2 separate regions of the Mus musculus genome follow, and region 1 is linked to region 2. Evidence: chromatin contacts called from public promoter capture Hi-C data. All regions are on one chromosome and are shown on one strand. Each heading gives the region's core, a stretch centred on a gene start, on an enhancer-like site or on the middle of the called end of the contact. The rest is flanking DNA. Distances are from core to core; before and after follow the strand shown.

Region 1 (6,309 bases), core at 3,168-5,667, 500 kb before region 2:
TCCTAGCCACCATTTTCTGGAATACAGTCATGTGCTTCTACCTCAGAAGACCCTGTTTGAAACCTGATGGCAGAGAGGATATGGCTGAGTTCTCTCTTGTAAAGAAAAGAGGCCAACTTGCTCTGGGTACAGATGGCTGGAGAGTAATAGGAGAGAGAGGACCATGCCACCAGGGTGTGGCTTCCTGTCCCAGAGCAGGACTGAAGGTGTAGTACATCCACCCAACTCCAAAACAGTTCTGTATTATCTTACTTCACCTGACTTGATCTTGACCCCAGGCACCACAGGCCACCCACATCCTCACCAAAACCTGCCCAGTCCTCACCAGCTTCATATTGTACATCCTTAGCCCATCCACTCCCCCCCAACACCTTTCTTTCATCAGGACCATTGCATCCCCCTATACATTTGGCTCCAGAAACAGCCTCCTGTTAGACTTTTGCACCATGGCTGTGGCTGCTCTACCAGCCATTCCTCACGCTTCAGCAACTCAAAAGATTTTTGTGTTTCTCAGTCCAAGGATTGAACACAGAGCCTCTAGCACCCATCACTGGGCTATATCTTCAGTGCCCTCCCCCGCTTTTTCCAAGACAAGAACTCGTGTAACTCAAGCTGGTCTCCAACTCACTATGCCCTTGAAAATGACTCCAAATTTCTCTCCTTGTCTATACCTCCAAAGAGCTAAGATTATAGGCTTGTGCCTTATACCTTACTAGAGATGAAGCCGAGCACCTCATGTATGCTGGGCGAGTACTCTATCCACCAGGCTTTATTCCAGCCCATGGTTTTTATTTCAAGGTATGGTCCATGTTAGCCTTGAGTTCACTCTCTATCCCAGGAAGCCTTGATGCTTTGATCCTCCTGCTCAGCCTCCAGTGTATCAGGGAGTACAGACCTGAGCTAACACATCTGGCTCCACATTTCCTGTTTTTCTTTAACCGTCCTTTGCATACAGACCTCATACTCGAATGAGACGGTACAGTTCTCCAGCCTCAGCATCACTTGCATGCTTCCTAGCGATGCCAAAGCTCAAGCCCCATTCCAAATCCACCTAAGAAGCAGCAGCTGCTAAATGAAGGCTTTAAAGCCGGACCTGGTAGGTAGCTCACAGACCTAAGCCTTGCTACTCTGGAGGCTGAGTTGGGAGTTTAAGGCAAGACCGAGCTACGTACTGAATTCTAGGCCAGCCTGGGCAACAGAGTGAGACCCTGACTCCAGAAAACCGAAACATAAAATATTTCAGAAGTATTTATCAGAGCAGTTTTAGGTTCCCAGCAGAATTGGGCAGACACGCATGACGGATTCCCACAGACCGATCCTGTCCTCGACTTCCAGCTTCATCTCCTCAGCAGCCACCCATATCACAGTGACACATTTGTTACAGTCCACGAACCTCCTCTGACACATCATTATCTCCCAAAGTCATGATTTAGCGTTTCCCTCTAGGAGGTGTGCTTTATATGTGCTTGAAACATCTATGCATAATAGATACATCGTTATAGTATTATGCAAAATAATTTCACTTCTCTAAAAAAAAATCCCCTGTATTGGAGACTGTCTTTTAAGAAACCCCCAGGTGTTAGATATGTATAATATATAGATAGTGCCAACCCCACCTCCCTCTAAAACCCTCCCAACCCTCCCCCAGTACAATTTGAGTAACATTCAGATTTTCAATGGTGACCTGAAAGCCTAGGCCTGGCTCCTTCTGGTCGTGATCCAGCCACTGAAAATAGCACCTCTGAATAATGCCTTCTCTTCAAAGTTCTCCTCTCTGCAGTGGTCACATATTTAATGCTATGGTTACAAGATCTCTTGTCTTCTTCCTTCCAGTGACTAGGGATTACATGAAGGAAAGGACTCATAATTTATCCCCAGGACCAACAAACACATCTTTGTACCCAGAAACTGCCTGCTATTTGTTGAATTCAATGCTTACAAAGAACAAGCCACACAGCTTCAATGTAGCCCAACTGGCAAAGTGCTTGCCCAGAATGTAAGAAACCCTTGGGTTTGATCTGTAATACTGCACAAACTGGGCATGGTAGTAGATGTCTAGAATCCTAGTATTTAGGAGGTAGAGGCAGGAGGATCAAAAGTTCAAAGTCATCCTTCGTTACCTAGTGAGTAAGGGTAGCTAGCCTAGGCTACATGAGACCCTGTCAGTCTGATACCCGCCCCCCGAATCCTCCATTGCCATCTGCCTCCGTCAGGTCTTCTCCTCCAACCCCCCTACTCCCTCCTTTCTCAGATCCTCAGTGTCAGTAATCAGGACCCCTTTATTCTTGAGGGGTTAGCTGCAGGACTTACATAAGCAAACTTGTTTGAGGACACGAATCTCAGGACCCCCTTATTTCTTGAGGGGTTAGCTGCAGGACTTACATAAGCAAACTTGTTTGAGGACACGAATCTCAGGCTCAACTAACCTCTGAGATAGGTGGACATTCAAAGCTAAGATATTCATAGACTATTTTTTGACTCAGAGCAGAAAGAACCGGGCATAGCCATAGCACACAGTACTTTCCTGATGGCTAAAAATGTATCACTTTGGCTTAATTCTGACCAAGTTTTCTGGTGCAATGGTTTTAAATTGCTTGGTTTAAATTTTGCCAGTTCTTCTCTAACTTTTTGAAAGTTTTCCACAATACCCACCCATCCACTCCCAGCCCAGTCTCTGGGTTTCTATACTTTCTCCTGAAGACTTGAGTTTGAGGGTGCCCCCCTAATTTCCAGAAAAAGATTGTAACTATGTAATTATTGGACTTTTTTTGTTTTGTTTTGTTTTGTTTTTCGAGACAGGGTTTCTCTGTGTAGCCCTGGCTGTCCTGGCACTCACTTTGTAGACCAGGCTGGCCTCAAACTCAGAAATCCGCCTGCCTCTGCCTCCCGAGTGCTGGGATTAAAGGCGTGCGCCACCACACCCGGCTATTATTGGACATTTAACCGTGTCCAGAACCTGAAGTGTGAATGAGGACTTACGTCATGGTACTCTGGGTTCTGCAACTAAGTTTCACAACTTGGAACAGAAAATTTAAAACTGCCACTACTTGTAGCCAGTGGTCTATGCATCTTTCATCCTCCCTCTCCCTGCCCTCTCCTTGTCTCTCACAGTTTTTCATATTCAGGGCAGGGTTTTGGGTGAGCTGCTTTACAGCAGGGCCTCGGACAGTCCGGTTTCCGGAAGTCCAGCTTCCTCCTTGTTTGTGAGAAACCAATGTATACACCACTCCTTAGAAAGCAGATCTTTTGTTTTCTGACCTTAAAAAGTTACATGTGTCAGCTACCCCATTAAAAAAATAGTAATGCAGGACATGGTGGTCCAAGTACATAGAGGCATGGCTTGCACAGATCTCCCATGCCCTCTGAATAATCCTGGAAGTGTAGCTTCTGTAAGACTGCCTTCATAGAAGCAGAAATGCATCGAGAACAAAATATTCTTTGAAGAACATCATAGGAAACACACAGCCCGTTAGAAATATCTTAAAGGCTAATTTTTTGTGCTACATCTTGGGTGTTGGCTGCCAGAGGAAGAAAGCAACACTTAAGAAGAAATATTAAGAGAAAGATTCCATACTAAGAAGTGTCTCAATTCCCCACCCCACCCCAAAGAAAAAGATCAACATTATCTTAGAGGTAGGTTACATTAATTAAGTTGTATCATAGAAACGCACTTTGGAAACCAGACCCCCAGACCAACGCTGTTGGCACATAACAAGATGTAAATGAACATCTAATAGCGATGAAGGAGGCCACAGCTCTAAGCTGCTCGTTGGTTTTATGTGTTGTTGAAATGGCAATGTCCCCACCTCTGTGTTAGAGTTGAAGTTCTTGCTTTAAGTTGCTGTATAACTTTCTGTGTGACCCTCCGCATCCTTTAACCTCATCGAACCAGAACTTTCATAGCTTTAAAGTACTCCAGAGGATACTCTGAAGGGCTCTCCAGTTCACAAAGGGAACAGGGGAGTGTCACAAAGTGAATGGAGAGATACGGCACAGACAGCATCATCTCCCTCAAAACCCCAGCGAGCTTAAGTCAAGTTCCTGAAAGTTCTTTCCTTACCTGAAGACACTTGTGAAAGACGAATCAGCAGCACAAAGAGAAGAATGAGCCTTGGACATGGAAACTTGAGGAGTGGTGTATCCTGCATCAACTGACAATTGCAAGCCATAGCTTCAGATGCTTTGGAGAACATGATGGGGAAAGCCAGGAATCTAGAGCCAATGGAGCTTAGGCACCTCCTAGGCTCACAAAAATCGAGAAACAGAGATGTAGAAAAAGAAGCCTGGATGGCATCCACCCGGCAGATGCTAAAGATGATCCTATTAGTCCACAGAAATGGAACAGAGTGTCTTTGAAGGTTGAGTTTCACAACCTGAAAAAGAGAAACTAGTAAGAGTCTATTGAGGTATAAAACTCCCCAGTAGCTCTATCTTACGACAGAGTGAGAGTTCTGAATCAGGGTGTGGCCATGAGGGCAACTCAAAGGTCCCCAGAACTCTAGGGGAGGTGACTTGTCCAGGCCTGTTCTGAGCACCGGGTGAGCACAGCTGGGTGAAAAAGCTGGGTAAAAGGATTCTGCTTGCGGGGGTGGGGTGACTAACACTAGAACACAGTGAGGTGGTTCCCACCCAACCCCATTTCACATACAACAGCCAAAAAAAAGCAGAGAACCTTCACTAGCAGCTAGGCCATGAAAGCTTAAATTCCATTCTGGACACAGAGTGACTGCCAAAAGTATATTTGTCCAAGGCAGTGTTTTAGTTAGGAAATGGTTTCTTTATATCTTAAAACAGGAAACCAAGAATCTTAAACCCAGTAAGTCCTACAGGGACATCAATCAACCGAGAAATCTACCAGTAAAAGGTAAGGAAAGAGAAGCCACGTTACGAACACCACTTATTGAGACTATGGAGTATTACATGAAGAGGCTTGTCTATCTTTTCTTTTTTCTTCCATAAAGTATCAAAATTGAGAAATGAAAACGAATGACATCCCAGCCGGGCATGGTGGTGCACACCTTTAATTCCCAGCACTCAGGAGGTAAAGGCAGAGGCAGATTTCTGAGTTCGAGGCCAGCCTGGTCTACAGAGTGAGTTCCAGGACAGCCAGGGCTATACAAAGAAACCCTGTCTCGAAAAACCAAAAAACAGAAAAGAAAGAAAGTAAGAAAGTAAGAAAGAAAGAAAAAAAGAAAGAAAGAAAGAAAGGGAGGGAGACAGACATCATGCCTACAACTGGCCTGACATGTGGATCTCTTCTTTTGGAGAGATACCCCTTAGCCAACCAGTTAGCTTGAAGAGACTTGTTACCGGCATTTTCTTGATTAGAAAAACCTCAACTTCGCCCTACAAAAATGTTTGCATCTAGGAAACACAAAAGAATCCTGATGGTGTTTTTCTAACAGTGTTGGAATGCCGCAGCCTTGAGAATAAGAGACCCCAGGAGACTGCTCTGAGGGCAAGTTATGATTGTATGTATGTTTAAAAAGCAGTGAAGTTGGGGAGTTAGGGACTGGGCATGGGACTTGGTCGGTAGAATGCTTAGCTGACATGCAGGGAGCTCTGAGTTCAATTCCCCAGCACGGTATAAACAGTGTCCTGCACTGGAGAGGTGGGAGCAGAGGAGTCGGGAGTTCCAGATTATCTTGGGTTACACTGAAAGTTTGAGGCCAGCCTGGCATATATGAGACCCTGTCTTTAACAACAACAACAACAACAACAACAACAACAAAATATGCATATGATAAGGCTGAAGATAGCGTGTTCTACTAAGGTGTCCCATAGCATGATAAATAGTAAATGCATTTACTTACTTGTTGAAGAAGATTCTTTTTCTTTTGTCTTAAAAATCAAAAGATGGGGCCCGTGTATATACAAGTGATCTCTTCTTGCGGCCTCTGGTTACTAAAACGGCAGGGGGGCAGGAATTTCCCCTTTCCAACTTCCCTTTACTAAGACCTCGGAGGAAGCTCCCATGTGATTTGGTCACCAAGGATGTAATAAACTCAGACTTTGGGGTATCAAAGAAGAGGAAGCGCTAGGGGCAGCCACTAGCTCTGCCTGGACAGCGGTGTGTAAGCTGTCCTGGCTGGCTCGTGTGTGGTAAGCATTTGGTGGGGAGTGTTTTCTGTCTACTCCATCATCCTAACTCCATTTGCATCTTGTCCATACTCAAGGAGTATGCTCCTAGCCGTCACAGTGATGGATCTGTTTCATCCACCTGACCACAGCTAGTGTAGCTCATTGTGGGAAATGGAAGCGTCCAGGGATGGGGGATTTGGGGCACAGATAGTGCAGGTTATCCAGAGC
Region 2 (6,548 bases), core at 493-2,992:
CTTCTTTGATCTCATCTGCTCCTATTTTGGCTCATTTAATCTGCTCCAGCCATATCTCTCTCCTTCCTTTTCTTTGAACAGTGGGCATGTTCCTTCTTCAGGGGTCTCATACTCTCTGTTCCCTCTGTCAGGGTTGGTTTTTCCTAATGACTTGTTTCCCAAGCCATTCTAATCTATTCTCAAGTGTTACCTCTCAGTCAGGTTTTATCTGGCCACACTGTCTAAACTACCCTATCCTAAGAACTCATATTCACTATTTCTCTTCACTAAAATCCCATATATTTATTATTTTCTGACTCATACTTTGAGAAAACAAATTCCATGAAGAATGTGATTTTTTTGTGTTCTCATGCTCTCTCCCCCCCATCCTCCCCCCCCCCCCCGGTGTGTGTGTCTAGTTTCTCCTTTAATATGACCCCAGAACTGTGGGGCAGTGAGCTGTACACAGACAGCCTGGTCCTCAGTTGAGCACAGGCCTGGAATCCCGGTGACCCTAAGGGATATAAAGTGGCCCTGGCTCCTGTCACAGCTACAGCCTCCCACAGCCCTCCCGCCCCCAAAGAGAGGTGTGTGGCTATCAGTTACATAGGCAATGCCCCAAGCTCCTGGTATTCTGTGTGGACTCCACCCCCACAGTTACTTGGCAACAGCCAGGTATGATCCTCTCCACAGTTACCTGGCAACAGCCAGGATGGCCCAGCCCACTATAAAAGGGGCTGTTTGCCCCCTCCTCCCGCTCTTATCTCTTATTCTCTTGCTCCTTTGCTCCCCCTCTCTCCGCTTTCCCTTCTCCTCTCTCTCTTCATGTGGCCATTGGCTGGCCTCTACTTCTCTACTCTCTCCCTCTCTCCGCCTTTCTACAATAAATGCCCTAAAACCAGGGACTGTCTCATCTCATCGGGATCCGCAGAGCAGGTCTTCCCCTAACAAGCCAGGAATCTAACCCCACCACCAACCCAAGCCGCCCATGGAGCAAGCCCTCTGAGCCAGCCAAGACTCTCCTCCCCACACTAACCAGCTGGAGCTCTCCTCCTGCCTTTTCCCCTTCAGCTCCCAGGCCAAAGTCCACCTGTGGGTCCCCACCCATTCTCAGCTCTTCCGCAACATCCAGCAGCGACTGTGGTGTCCAGACCTGAGAACCTGACATCCCTGGCCTCCGTGGGGCCCAGGGACCCCAGAACTGGCTCTTCCCTGGTACCTAGCAGCGTCTGTGGTACCCAAGAGTTGGAGTCTGACTCTGACAGGTCCGTGGGGACCCCCAGACTGCCCCTTCCTCACCCCTGAAGCGGAGGTCCTGTGGCAAACTCCCTGCGTCCACCACGCCCAGCGACCCAGACTCGGGACCCCATTTTTTTGACCCACACAGAACCTAGATAGTATCTGGCACACTGTGACAATTTGGGGTGTGTGTGTGTTGTGTGTGTGTTTAATTTAAATGACAGGGTGTCTATCTACTCCCAGCTGACCCAGAACTCCTGTGTATACGAATCTGGTCTTGAACTCACAGATCTGCCTGCTCAGAGAGCTGGGAGTGAAGACTTGCATTACCATGCTGGCTCCAGTAGCTAATTGTATAAACAACAGTCACCCACGTAAAACCTTGAATGCACAAAGGCCTTCTAAAAGTACAGCGCACATGGCCAGTAGTGTGCCCAGAGCAGATGGTTTCAGTAGAACGCTGGGACTGAGACGAAGGTTCAGTAAAACTACAGGCAGAAGGGCTTCGGGAACTTGCCATGTCGTGTCTGGGGAGGGAGTAAGCAGTGGGCCAAAGGGTCACAGTTAAGGCAGCTGCTTTGCTATGCACAGTCTGTAGAGCTGAAGCTGTGTTAAAGAGGGGAAAGAGCTTGTCTGTCTTCCAAGAGCTTATCCTTGTACTTGATTTTATTCCAGACCAGCTGAAGCGGTCCTTCGGGAAACAGCATAGTCTGGGCACAATGGAGGGCAAAGATGAAAACCCTCAGGGGCCCCGGGGTGTGGCCAGTGGTAGACTAATTGCCTGGAACGAGCAAGGCTCTGGGGTCTACCCTCAGTACCACTAATAAATAAATAAATGTATAAGTATTAACAATTCAAGAAGAGGGGCTGGAGCGACGTCTCAGTGGCTAAGAATACTGAACCAGGACTCGATTTCCAGCTTCTCCATGGCAGCTCACGTCTCCCAGTTTTAGGGATCTGGGGTCCATTTCTGGCCTCTGAGGGCACTCACTGCATGCACGTGGTGCACAGACATGCATACGGGCAAACCACCAATGAAAATAAAAACAAATCTTTTTTTTTTTTTTTAAGTTTCAAGGATCTCATTATGTGGTAAGAGAGTTAAAACACCCTCCTCCCAATTCAGTAAATCTCATTCATCATCAGCTGTAATAGGGCAACGACAGTTGTGTTCTGTTTTCTGTCTGTCTGTCTGTCTGTCTGTCTGTCTGTCTATCTATCTAGTGTGCTTGTGTGTGCGCATGTGGAGGTCAGAGGACAACTTATGGGAGACAGTTCTGTCTTTCTACTATATGGGCCCCGGGGGATTGAACCCAGGAGGTCAGGCTCGGTGGCAAGTGCCTTTACCACTTGGTTATCTTGCTGGCCCATGTGTCTTATCTATTTTTATTTTAAGATGCTTATTTATTTTTGGTTTCCTCAGACAGAAATTTTATTTTGGGCTGGTCTTGAACTCATGAGCCTCCTGCTTCTGACTCCTAAGGCTTGTCCACTATGCCTGGCTAGTTATGTGAATCCGCAGACACACACACACACACACACACACACACACGCATGGTGTGAGCAGTTCATCCAGGCTGAATATCCATCTAGGCCTGTCTGCCACATGGCTAAAGAGCGCCAAACCACTGAGCTGAGGCTGCTCTTATGGATTATTGCTACTGCCTCATTAACCTCCACACACTCTCACCCATATCCCATCCCACACGCAGGACCCAAGAAAGACCTTCTCTATGCACGATCTCACTGTTGCTTCGCATCTCTCTCCCTGCCCTGTCCCCACACGCCAGTGGCATCTGGCCTCATGACACCACATCTAGTTTTAGCTCCCTGTCCAATCCCTTGGAAATGACAACTCAAATAATATTTCCCTTCTATGAATCTTAGCTTCTGTGGCGGTAGAGCCAGGATCTGTTCCTGGTCCCTCTGCCTCATCCAGCCCCTGATCCTGCAATGTCATCCTAACCTGAGCTACGTGGCCGGTGTTCATTCTGGGATGGATTGCTTTTCCTTCCTCAGCAATCACCATGTCACTCAGGATTCAGGGATTACAGCAACGATCCCAGAACTCCAGTGTGCAAGCTTTCTCTCAGCCAAAAGTGATTGGTATTGCTAGCCTGTCCTTCCCCTCACCTTGCTCTCAGCTCCAATGAATCAAACCACAGTGATGACAGGCCTGGGACAATCAATATGAAAAACAGCACAGATCCTGCCCGGCAGCAAGGCATTAGGTTGCAAACTGGATTTTAAAATTAATTTCTTAAAAAAAAAAAAAACCACTTTACAAGGCAATGAATTTCATTATGGCATTTTGATAATTGTTTTGTTGACCCTTCCCCAGTCCCCAACCCTTCCTGCTGGTCATCTCCCTCCCCCACTAGCCCCTTTTCTGCGCGAAAGCTTTTTTTTTTCTTCCCAAAACCAGAATGTACCTCGACTTGCTCATGTTTCTCTACCCTGGGGACAGATAAATTTCAAGGTCTCAGAAACCCATAAATCATATTTTACACAGTATCCTGGGTACATAAGTATTCAGGTCACTAAACATTTCCTATTGATGGTAATAAGATCAGCCTCACTCAGATGATAATAAAACACTCTCAGAAATGGGAAAAAGGAAGAAGAGGTGCGTTAAAGACTTCTCCAAAAAGCATGGAGATGCTAAGGACTTCTGTGATGATGATTACATGAAACCCAGGAGGCAGAGTCCAGAAAGGGTACAAGGCAGTGCTCGGGAGCCAGGGTGTGGATCTTCTGAAGGCAGAGAAGGCAAACACAGCAATGCACACAAGATTGTGAGTGGTCCTGCCAGACGCCATCAGAGGACCCATGCACTGACCCTAACAGGGAGGAAGCCTAGGGGAGTGAGGAGGGCATTGAAAGGGCACTTTGAGTCTGAGCATCTGACTGTCACTCCTACAGATATGGAAGGCGCCTTTATGCAGAGCTCTGAGATGGATGCAGAGCTACCATGGGCCCAGGGACAGCTCTGTATACTCTTGCTGAGTACTCCAAGACACGAATGCCTGCCTGTTCTTCATCCACACCCTTCTCAGGACTGTTTGTTTAATACATGAGCAACCTTGGAGGATCAGGTTGCATCTTCTCCTTTTCTCTCCTCTCTCACACACCTAACTTACTTATATCTCACGGTAAAGGATGTGAATCCTTTGGACTGAGTCTCCTCTCCTCGGCAGGTATAACTCACAGGCTACACAAGCATCCATCACGGGCCTTTCTTTCCTTGTCCTCTCTGGATATGAACTGTGTCCACAGTCCCTCCATCGTCCTGGGAGTCAACGAGTCTAACAGGAAGCTGCCTACTGTTATTGTCAAGAGTGTTGACTACTTTGGCTCTGAACCAGGGGGCTTTTGTCTTTTGCTAATGTTCATTAAACAGTAACAGGTGAAGTTGGAAAGGTGCAAGTAGAGTAAATGTCCACATTCTACACAATTTTTATAACGCATACTTCTCAGACAGCAACATTTTACTGAAGACTGTGATGGGAACTCCAGCATCAGTTTTGAGGTACAACAAGATGTCAATCTATCATCTATAACTATCATCTCCAGTAATAGGGAAAGAAAGCCTCAAAATAAAAGGGCTTATTGAACAAGGTTAGCTTAGTGTAGAACTTACAACATAAACCCTACTTTGTGCATGTCAGAGTGGGCACAGGAGAGCTTCCTGAAGGGCCTGAACTACTCAACAGTTTCAACAGTAAAGTTAGTGTGATCCTTACAGTTTAATATGAATATTAATAAATGAATATTCTTATTAATAAGTTCACAAATAATCTAAGTGAATTTTTATATTAAATATTAATACCTAGTAAGTTATCATATGGTTTAAAGATACTTGGAAAGCTATTTAGAAAAACATACTTCATATCATATACTTTATTCCATGAGAGCTTTCTCAGAAATATAGGAATGTTTGTATGACATTTACTTTTATTGTATGTGTATGAGTGTTTGCCTGAACATATATACCTGCGTACCCTGTGTATATGTGCCTGATGCCCTGGGGCTGGAATTTCAAGAAGGTGGGTGCTGGGAATTGAGCCAGAGTCTGCAGCCAGTGAGCTGTGCCCCTCCCACAGCCTTGAGTTGGCTAAACAAACCTCCTCAGACGCTGGAGCCAGGCCTCTGGACTTGCTACCTTTACATCTTCTTGCCAAAGAACTGAGAACTGCCTCCTGGAAACAAAGGGATGGGTCCTTGGGTTTCCCCACATATATTCAGGGCCATACATTAAAAATTTGAGCCTTGATCAGATAACTTTGTCTTGGCCTGTTATTTCTCACGCCATCCTTCCCACCCATCCCCAGCTTTCCTTTCAGGAACCCAGTGACCTGGGGCCCCTGGCGGCTACTGTGAGCCATCTCTCCAGCCCCAATACAAGCTCCTTCTCATGTATGTGTCTCTACTAACAAGGTGGGCATTCAGAGCTATCTAAGTTCCCACATGACCTTTCATAATTCTTCTTTCCTGTCTCTTTTTACCGACCTCACCCCCTTGCAGTCAGCTGCTGACTCTTCTGCTAACACAAGTTAGTTAGCAATGGATTACTTCTCTAGAACTTTGTGTAACTGGAATTATAAAAGTATTTTATTTATTTTTTGCCTTGTCTCTTTCACTCAGTATAACTATTTTCGGATTTAACCTATATTTTTCCAAATCAGCAATTCATTGTTTTTATTACTGATTAGTATTCTATCACATGAGCGTATAGTATTTTTTCTGTGTTCATTTTTTTATGAATATTTATGCTATCTCCAGCTTTGGGCTATTAAAATATGACTGCCATGAACATTGGTTATAAGTCTTTCTATAGACATAGAGTCATTTCTCTTAAGTAAAAACTCAAGAGTAAGATTGCTGGGAACTGAATTTTGAAAGAAACCAGTGGACAAGGTTTTCACAATAGTTTTACCACAATGCACTCTTACCAGCAGTGTGGGCCAACACATACAAATAGAAGAATTTTTATCAGATTTATAAATATTTCATTTCAAACCATGGCTTCTTGTTTATACTCTCAAGATTCTCTTTGGAAGACAAGTTGTTATTTCATTCTTATGAAGCTGATTTTTCAACATTTTCTTTTATAGGTTGTACTTTTGATATTTTATCCAAGGAATATTTTTTCAGTATCACAAAAATTTTCTACTATTTCTGAATAAACATTAGAGTTTGTGATTTTAGTTTTGAACGTGGTACATGGTGTAGGTCAAAGGCACTTCTTTGATGTGGGGATCTAGTTTTTCCAGTGTCCTTTGTTGAAGGGAGTGAACTTTACCATGAAATTGCCTTTGCTCTTGGTTGTT

Evidence for each region. Promoter capture Hi-C pulls out the DNA fragments that hold promoters and counts their contacts.
Region 1: a contact with region 2 is called in a promoter capture Hi-C map of the 3T3-L1 cell line, with 2.7 times the contacts expected there. The contact joins the promoter of Cd80 here to the enhancer-like site in region 2. A contact is called at or near these places in 3 of 39 promoter capture datasets (the 3T3-L1 cell line, hippocampal neurons and liver) and 4 of 115 datasets of contacts at active chromatin or transcription factors (double positive thymocytes, embryonic forebrain and embryonic stem cells).

Annotation. Positions count from the first base shown.
Region 1 is chr16:38,457,041-38,463,349 of GRCm38.p6, reverse strand. It overlaps Cd80 (CD80 antigen), which reads right to left and starts at 4,417. Exons shown (of 5, transcript NM_009855.2): 1 at 4,061-4,417. The coding sequence starts at 4,169.
Region 2 is chr16:37,950,970-37,957,517 of GRCm38.p6, reverse strand. The region is part of intron 3 of Gpr156 (G protein-coupled receptor 156); the gene reads right to left. Among named protein-coding and RNA genes, the nearest start is that of Gm36225, 34 kb to the left of the region's middle. Within about 2 kb of position 1,742, at least 37 of the 459 cell types and tissues checked have an H3K27ac peak or open chromatin away from gene starts, as enhancers often do.